Linked DNA regions of Gossypium arboreum: all the other regions are linked to region 2. A link is a contact called in public Hi-C data. All regions are on one chromosome and are shown on one strand. The core of a region is the stretch at or near the end of the contact, and the rest is flanking DNA. Distances in the headings are between cores, read along the strand shown. Region 1 holds the start of LOC108465020 (geranylgeranyl pyrophosphate synthase, chloroplastic-like). Region 2 holds the start of LOC108465021 (probable NAD(P)H dehydrogenase (quinone) FQR1-like 2). Region 3 holds the start of LOC108465036 (NEDD8-conjugating enzyme Ubc12-like).

Evidence for each region. A called contact is a pair of places that touch in the nucleus more often than the background predicts.
Region 1: a contact with region 2 is called in a Hi-C map of leaf, with 5 times the contacts expected there. The contact joins the promoter of LOC108465020 here to the promoter of LOC108465021 in region 2. A contact is called at or near these places in 2 of 5 Hi-C or Micro-C datasets (both in leaf).
Region 3: a contact with region 2 is called in a Hi-C map of leaf, with 3 times the contacts expected there. The contact joins the promoter of LOC108465036 here to the promoter of LOC108465021 in region 2. A contact is called at or near these places in 2 of 5 Hi-C or Micro-C datasets (both in leaf).

The regions. Positions count from the first base shown.
Region 1 is chr11:28,830,196-28,832,895 of ASM2569848v2, forward strand. It overlaps LOC108465020 (geranylgeranyl pyrophosphate synthase, chloroplastic-like), which reads left to right and starts at 1,394. Exons shown (of 1, transcript XM_017765322.2): 1 at 1,394-2,700. The coding sequence starts at 1,745.
Region 2 is chr11:28,365,105-28,367,863 of ASM2569848v2, forward strand. LOC108465021 (probable NAD(P)H dehydrogenase (quinone) FQR1-like 2) reads left to right here and starts at 1,251. Exons shown (of 2, transcript XM_017765323.2): 1 at 1,251-2,030. The coding sequence starts at 1,474.
Region 3 is chr11:28,697,150-28,699,849 of ASM2569848v2, forward strand. LOC108465036 (NEDD8-conjugating enzyme Ubc12-like) reads right to left here and starts at 1,320. Exons shown (of 6, transcript XM_017765340.2): 1 at 1,079-1,320; 2 at 415-528; 3 at 75-183. The coding sequence starts at 523.

The DNA.
Region 1 (2,700 bases), core at 144-2,643, 470 kb after region 2:
TAAAAAATTATAAAATAAAAAATAATTAAAATTACATAAATGAAAAAATATTAAATAATATTCAAAAATTGAAATTAACCCTTATCATTTTCATTTGTTCGACGGAGATATGTTTATAATCGAGACGAATTAATTCCCCGGCCATTGCTAACACGATCAAATATCTTAGAAATTATAAAAAAAATAATACTAATTTAGAAAAAAATTAAAGGAAATAGTTAATTAAAGAGAGCTTTGAGAAATTTAGGGAGAAATTTGAGAGATTTTTTTAAATTTTTGGAAGAAATGTTTGTGTGAAAAAAATAAGAGGGGGTTTTATATATATAAGTTTTACCGTTGGACTCCCAACAGGCAAAATTTTAAATGACCCTGAGGATAAAAAACATGGGCTAAAACGCTTCCCTGAGGGAGCGCTTGTGCCATGTCAGCAAAGCGCGTCCACGTTAGTGCGTTTTTGCTGACATGGCAAAAGCGCTCCTTCAGGGACATATTTTGCTAGAATTTTCTCTTAAAACACTCCCATGTAGATGCATTTTAGTATTTTCGGTCATTCCGGTAAATAATAAATAAAGTGACCTATTTCTTTAAATAAAGTAAAAAATGGGCATTTCTTAATAAAATGGTCAATTTTACACCCTTTTAAGGCAATATATATATATTATTTCATGTTTTCTTGTCATAAAAAGGGAAAAAAATCCCGCCAAGATCTCAATTCCTCGTCTTATTAGTGTATGGCTAGAATCTAGTCTACTATATAACCTTTTCTTAAAGAAAATTTTTAAATTAGGAAACCTTGAATTTCTTTTTTCTGAATGGGATCTTCATCTTAATTAGAGAATCTTGATTTCAAGTGGGCAGTTTTGTTGTTTTTAGAATTTGGTTGTGGACAAAATTCAATTATCAAACCCATCTTTTCTAGAGATAGCAAATGATTTGTTTTGTTCGATCAAATGATTATTTTATGTTTTATAGAAAATGATTATTTGATTATATTTGTTTTTTACAGAATATTTAAAATTATTTATATTTTTTCTTAATTTAATATGATAGTGTATTTAGAATTATATGGTGTTTTTATGATTTTATATTATATGTTATCAATGAATGTTTTTAATGTTGGATTTTGACTAAATTTCTTAAAAATATGAAATCTAAAAATGATATTTTTTCTGTTAAAAAATAAATTTTGAAATTATACAATAATTTAACATATTATGCCATGCCATTGCATGGGCATACAAACTGTGTTGTAATATAGTCGATAATAAACGCTGTATTATTTATTATATTATTTAACAAAAAACTCATAATTTATTATTGGATTTGAAGGATAAATAAAAAAATTGAGGATTATAATAAATAAGTAATTGGTGGGGCGTTAGAAAAGATGCCGATGCTACAAGATGCCCAGTTGCCCACCCAAATCCCAAAATCCAATCTTTGTCCTTCTTTGGCTCTCATTAAAAACTAATGCTCATCCAATCTCCATTGCCATTGCCAGTGCCATTGCCATTGCCATCAATATTTTAGCTTTTCTTCCCCCTTTTCCTTCTCCCTCATACATAAGAGTACTAACATTTTCGTCCAACTTGTCATTGCAGGGCTGCAGAATTCAATCTTTAAGTATTTGAAAACTGGAAATTACGTTAGAATTTGCTACTTTTATTTGTTTCTTGGTTCTCTATTTTCATCCCCGTCGAGCTGTTATTGTGCTTCTGAAATCGAAAAAACCCAATCTTTCAAAATGGCTTCATTGAATCTGGGTTATTGGGTTCAGTCTTACTCCATGTCTAACCAAGTTTCTTCCATATCCAAATCCTTTCCTTTACTTAGATCTCTTCCCTTCAATCCTCTCACAACTCAATCATCTTCTACCCTGAAAAAAGTGAACTTCACTTCTCTTCCTTCCATTACCTCAGTCCTTACCAAAGAAGACATTGTCAAGGAAGAAGAACAAGACCCTCAAAAGTCAAGCTTTGATTTCAATTCCTACATGCTTCAAAAAGCAAGTGCAGTTAACCAAGCCTTGGAATCTGCTGTTTCACTCCGTGACCCTGTTAAAATCCACGAAGCAATGCGGTACTCCCTTTTAGCAGGTGGAAAAAGGGTACGTCCGGTGCTTTGTTTAGCAGCCTGTGCACTTGTTGGTGGCCGGGAATCCATGGCTATGCCCGCAGCTTGTGCTGTTGAAATGATCCACACCATGTCTTTAATCCACGATGATTTGCCTTGCATGGACAACGATGATCTTCGTAGAGGAAAACCAACCAACCACAAAGTTTTTGGTGAGGATATAGCTGTGTTAGCAGGGGATGCTCTTTTAGCTTTTGCTTTTGAACATATAGCTGTTTCTACAGTTGGTGTTCCGCCTTCCAGGATTGTAAGAGCTGTTGGGGAATTAGCCAAAGCTATTGGAGGGGAGGGGTTGGTGGCTGGTCAAGTCGTGGACATAATTAGTGAGGGGCTAACAGATGTGGGATTGGATCATTTAGAATTCATTCATGTTCACAAAACTGCTGCTTTGCTCGAAGCGGCAGTGGTTTTGGGCGCCATTGTTGGAGGTGGATGTGATGAGGAGGTGGAAAAGTTAAGGAAATTCGCAAGGTGCATTGGGCTTTTGTTTCAGGTTGTGGATGACATTCTTGATGTAACCAAGTCGTCTAAGGAATTAGGGAAGACTGCAGGGAAAGATTTGGTGGC
Region 2 (2,759 bases), core at 1-2,500:
ACGATAAATTTTATTGTTAAAATATGTCATATGTTCTTGTATTCTTTATAAATTTAGAATTTAATCTCTGTACTTTTATTTGTAGGAATTTAGTCTTTTACTTCTTTTTAAAATTTAGATCCAATTATTAAGCAGTTAAATTTTTTCTTTTAAATTCATTGGAGTGAAATTTTAAAATAAAAGAAATACCTATTTAGTAGCAATATAATTAAAAGAGATACTGTAATGAACTTTAATTTAATAAAATAATTTTAATAGTATTAATAATTATATCTAAAATTTGAAATCGGGACTAAATTTACTGAAATATGGATGTATTTTAACCTAAAATATTTTATAGACAAAAGAGTAGGTGATTTCATTTGTTCTTTTTTTTTTTTTAATGAACATGATACACTCAATCTTGATTAACGTGACAAAAAAGTAATCAAAATTAAAATCCAACCATTTAAAAGCAAAGCTTCAACTCAACTCCGAGTCAATGGTGATGTGATTGGAGGATAAGTCCTACACCAACTTATTATAAAGTTAAAATTTGTCGAAATTAATAAATTAAACAACATCGTTATACTTAAAAAAATTCAAGACACGCGTCGAACTACGAAGTCTTTAAATCTACAACTAAAACTATTTATTTTTCTCACCTAATTTCTGCAAAATTGAAAAGCTTAAAATGCCCCGCAAGTCTTTCTACTTTTCAAAATTAGAAATTTATTCATTATACTTTTATTTTATGGAATTTAATGTCCCTACTTTTTAGATTTTAAAATTCAGGTCTAATTGGTAACACCATTAACTTTTTTGTTAAATTCAAGTTAATTATAAAGTCATTTTTTAATTACATGGTCACCAAGTGAACATTTTTTTATTTGAAAAATATCACAATAACAAATTTAACAATGTTAATATTTGGACATGAATTTTAAAATTTGAAAAGTAGAAGGACTAAATTCCATGAAATATAAATACAGAGACTAAATTCCTAATTTTGAAAAATACATGGAGTTGTGACATATTTTAACCAAATAAAACGATATTATTAATTGTGTCAAAAAGAATATTAATACATTTTAAGGCTAAATGCATAAAACTTCCTAAACTATAACTCAATTGAGTGGTTGAATACTAATTTAGATTAGTCATAGATTAGATTTATAATAATAAAAATAAGTGTACATATACTATAAACGGCTGAGATGCAGGGATGATAAAAGTGGTGAATTTCAAGTAATATCCTAAAACTTTTTAGGTATGAAAGTGATAATAGTGAATAACTTGGGGCACCATTTGAATGTTTAAGCCAAATAGATATTATATTTATAAGTTGGTAAAAAAGCGTGCGAAACAGCGAATCTTCTTCTTCATCTATGTTTGGAGTTTGAATACAAAAAGAAAGTAAGGTTAAGCCTTTTCATTAATCCTCAAGCTTTTATTTTTGCCCATAAGTCTACTCCCAGTTTCCCTTAATCCTCCATGGGCAAAGGCGGAGGTTGTGTCCCAAGCAAAAAGAGACAACCTTCCTCTGCCGAAGGCTCTGCCACTGCCACTGCCACTACCGCCACCAACAACGCACCCATCGAAGCCGATGAAGAAACTCACGAAACTGCCAGTGTAGCTGTGAATTCTACGAATGCGCAATCAGTTACCGCCACTTTAAAAATCTTTATTGTTTACTACTCCATGTATGGTCACGTGGAGAAACTGGCCAAGCGGATGAAGAAAGGGGTCGACGGCGTGGAAGGTGTAGAAGCGGTTCTTTATCGGGTTCCCGAGACGCTCCCGGATGATGTGCTGGACCATATGAAGGTGCCGTCGAAAAACCCCGAGGTTCCAGAGATTAAAGCGGCGGAATTGGCGGAGGCGGATGGGGTTCTGTTTGGGTTTCCGACGAGGTTTGGCTGTATGGCGGCTCAGATGAAGGCGTTTTTCGATTCCAGTGGACAGCTTTGGAAGGAGCAGACTCTGGCCGGGAAGCCAGCTGGGTTCTTTGTTAGTACTGGAACTCAAGGAGGCGGCCAAGAGGCCACCGCGTAAGTTGGAATTTTGATTAACTTTCTCTGTTTTTGTTGCAATGGTCGACAATTTCCATAAATTTGGTTACTTTAGATAATACATTGCTCCCCAAACCCCTCCACATCAGCAGAGAAATTTTCATCAATAATGTCGTTTTCCTTCTCTTTACCTTTGTTCTTTCCTGAATTTGTTATCTCACAAGAGAAATCTAAGAAAGTTGGATCATGGAAAATACCTCGTAGATGATTCATGTTACCTAGTTTGACATCTAGAGTTGAACAAAGTGTTTATCGTTTAGCTCAGAGGTTACAAGTTATGGTAGATGTCTCATGAGATCAAATAGATGAAGATACAAGTTGGCTATAATAGTAAACTTATCCTATAAATTTATGTTTACTTGTAAGTGCTAAGATTTATCTTGAATCTGCGTAAGTTGGATGGTTTTGGTTGCATTTCAGAGGCTTTGTTCTTTCTATTACAAGTATGCTGAATCCTTTAATTTGTAGGTTTTATTTTAAACAACTACGGTTTAACTCTTAGCTTAGATTAAAACGTAAGACAATTGCTTCCAGTTTTACTCATGGCTAGGTTTTTACCATTTAAAGTAGATGATTTTAATGTCGATGTTTATGCTCACTGGAAGATGAAGTTTGTCTGACATGAGAATTTAATCTGATCTATAGAAGCCTTTTAGGCTTGAAAATGTTGAGTGGATGTTTCTTTCTATAGTGTTATTGGTTTCCTTC
Region 3 (2,700 bases), core at 70-2,569, 330 kb after region 2:
TTAACCAAAAAATTTGTGCTAGAGAGCAAAAGAAAACTTGTGTTAAAATAAGAGGCATGAAAGAAATTCCTTACAAATAATATCCTTCATCGGGTCGAATTGAAACCTCAAAATTCATCAGGTTATCCTTTCCATTTGGAAATGTTATAGCACAAGATTTGGGTAGGTTAAGCTCAGAAATATCTACACGTAGAAAGACAAAATAAAACATGAGAATCACACTAGGATCAAACACCAGATGCTCTTGAGCCAATAGATTCAGTGCTAGAACAACATATAGTTGAATAGATCAGTAAAGCTAAAGAAAATTAGCAATAACACACCAAAAGCACCAAATCATAAAAAATAATGGATCTCTATCACAGAACTAAAGGAAATTTAAACAATTCAATCCATTATATATGTGAAGCAAACCTTTGTGCAAACGCAACTCTCCTGGACTTTGCTTTTTAGTAGGAGCTCCCCCATTTGCATTTTCAGCAAGTTCTCTCTGCTTTTCCTTTACTTTAAACAGCCGAATCATAACTCCTACATATATATTAAAATTTAAAGTGAACCCATTCATTTCCATAGCCTTAACATCAAATTCCAGTTACCGCAGCAAAGCAATATCCATTCAGAATCTAAAGATTCAAAACCAAAGCATTAAAACAAAAACATTTGTTCTTAACAAACCCTAACTGAAAAATCTAGCCTTTATTATCAAACTCGATTTCCATACTTTTGAGCTGTTGACGATCAGAATCCATTTTCTTTTAATAAGACCACTCATTTACCTGATCCGAAGTTATTTTAACTAGACTAATTTAAAACTACTTAAAAAAACAAAAGAAGTGCCTCTTTTTTTTCCCCATCTTTGCAATAATAGAATTTGAACAACAAAAAGAGATTCAAAATGAAATTAATTCTAACAGATCATAATTCATGATACAACTAGTTGCAAAAATAGAAGAGATCGTTAAAGAAAAGAGAAAATGAATCTAACAAAAGACTTAAGTAATCAACGCCGATTAAAAGAGCAAGTGAGAAAAAAAGAAAAAAAAAGGTAGTGTGTTGGATTTATGATATTGTAACAAACCTGTTGGAGGAAAAGCCGAAGAAAGAAAAGAAGGAACTAAGGGATCTTTATTGTTTTAAAGAAAAAAGCAGAAACTAAGGGGAAATTGATGAAGAGAAGGGACAAAAGGAGGGGGTTTTGGATATGGATGCCTGAAGGAAAAGTAAAGGAAAGAGAGAGAAAGGAAATGACACGAAAGCTGGAGTGGAGGATGGACCCACTTGTTTTGTTTTTTTCTTTGGTGAAAAACTAGCGTCTGCAGTTTTGCGGCCTTATATTTGTAATCAAACCAATGTGCTTCAAAATTCAACGACATTTCACCTATATTTTTAATATTCACTTGCATTTATTGCGAATCAGTGGGAATACAAAGTATTTTTAGCAATCCAATCCCAAGTGTCATTTTAAATTTTGTTGTCTAATTTGATTGTCGAGGAGGAGATCACTTGCCACTGTGATCAAATCATAAATTATTATGCGATGCTCGCTTTAAAAGCCTAAGAGTTGAAGGCTGCGTCACAATCTAGCTTGAGATATCCAGGGGAGTTAGAGCAAGCCCCCCTGAACTCGATGAAATCATGAAAAACATCATTCCCATATTGGATTGGATCCTTTGCTATTCCTTCCCATGTTTACTAATAATTCCATGATATAAAGTTTTGCCCAAGGGAAGAATTTGATACGAAAAGGAGGGGGGAGGGGAGACCACTGGTGGTAGGGAGCTGAGAGAGGGACGGGGAGAGAATTTTTAAATGCTACATTTAACCAAAAAAAAAAAAAGTTTAAGTGAACACATATATAATTTAGAAGGTAATTTTTTAATTAAGTCTTGAAAAAAAATAAAGGATGAGAGGATAGCTTGAGGGTACTATTTTAGGAAATAATTTACCATATACAATCAATCATGTCATTTATATATAAAAACTTTAATGGTTTTTCTTTTATTTTTTAAAATTAAAAAATTACATTTATTTTAATTATTATTTACCTTAAATATATAAGATCAATATGATATGGAAACAATGACTATTCCATGACCATAATTTTAGTATTTAATTTGAAACAATATATGAATATTTATCAATTTAAATAAAATTATAAACCATATAATGCTAAGAATTTAAAAAAATTAAAATTTTAATATCTTAAATTTGGAAATAAAGAATGAATAAAATAACTTCAAAAATAAAAGTGCATAAAAGAAATACTAAAAAACTTATAGGAACGGTCTTGTTATTGGCATGTAATATCTTAAATTTGTGTTATGTGAAAAAATAATTTAACAACTGTTATGTCATTACACAATATTATTTAGTATTTTATTTGATTTTAATAGAATTAAAAGATAAATCTTAAAATTATATATAAATTTTGATTAAATATATAATATTACATAAATTTCTATTTTACGTAGTTTTATATATAAAAATTTTTTATTTAATTTTCACAAATTAATGATATAATCATCTATATAGAAACATTTTACTTTTACATACAGCATACACAAATAATTATTTTTATCTAATAAATAAATTAATTAATGTATTTATTTTTTAAATATATAGAGTTCAATCAAAATTAATGTTTTATGTATACGTTTAAATTACAATCAAAATTTCATATGTATGATTACACAAAATTTA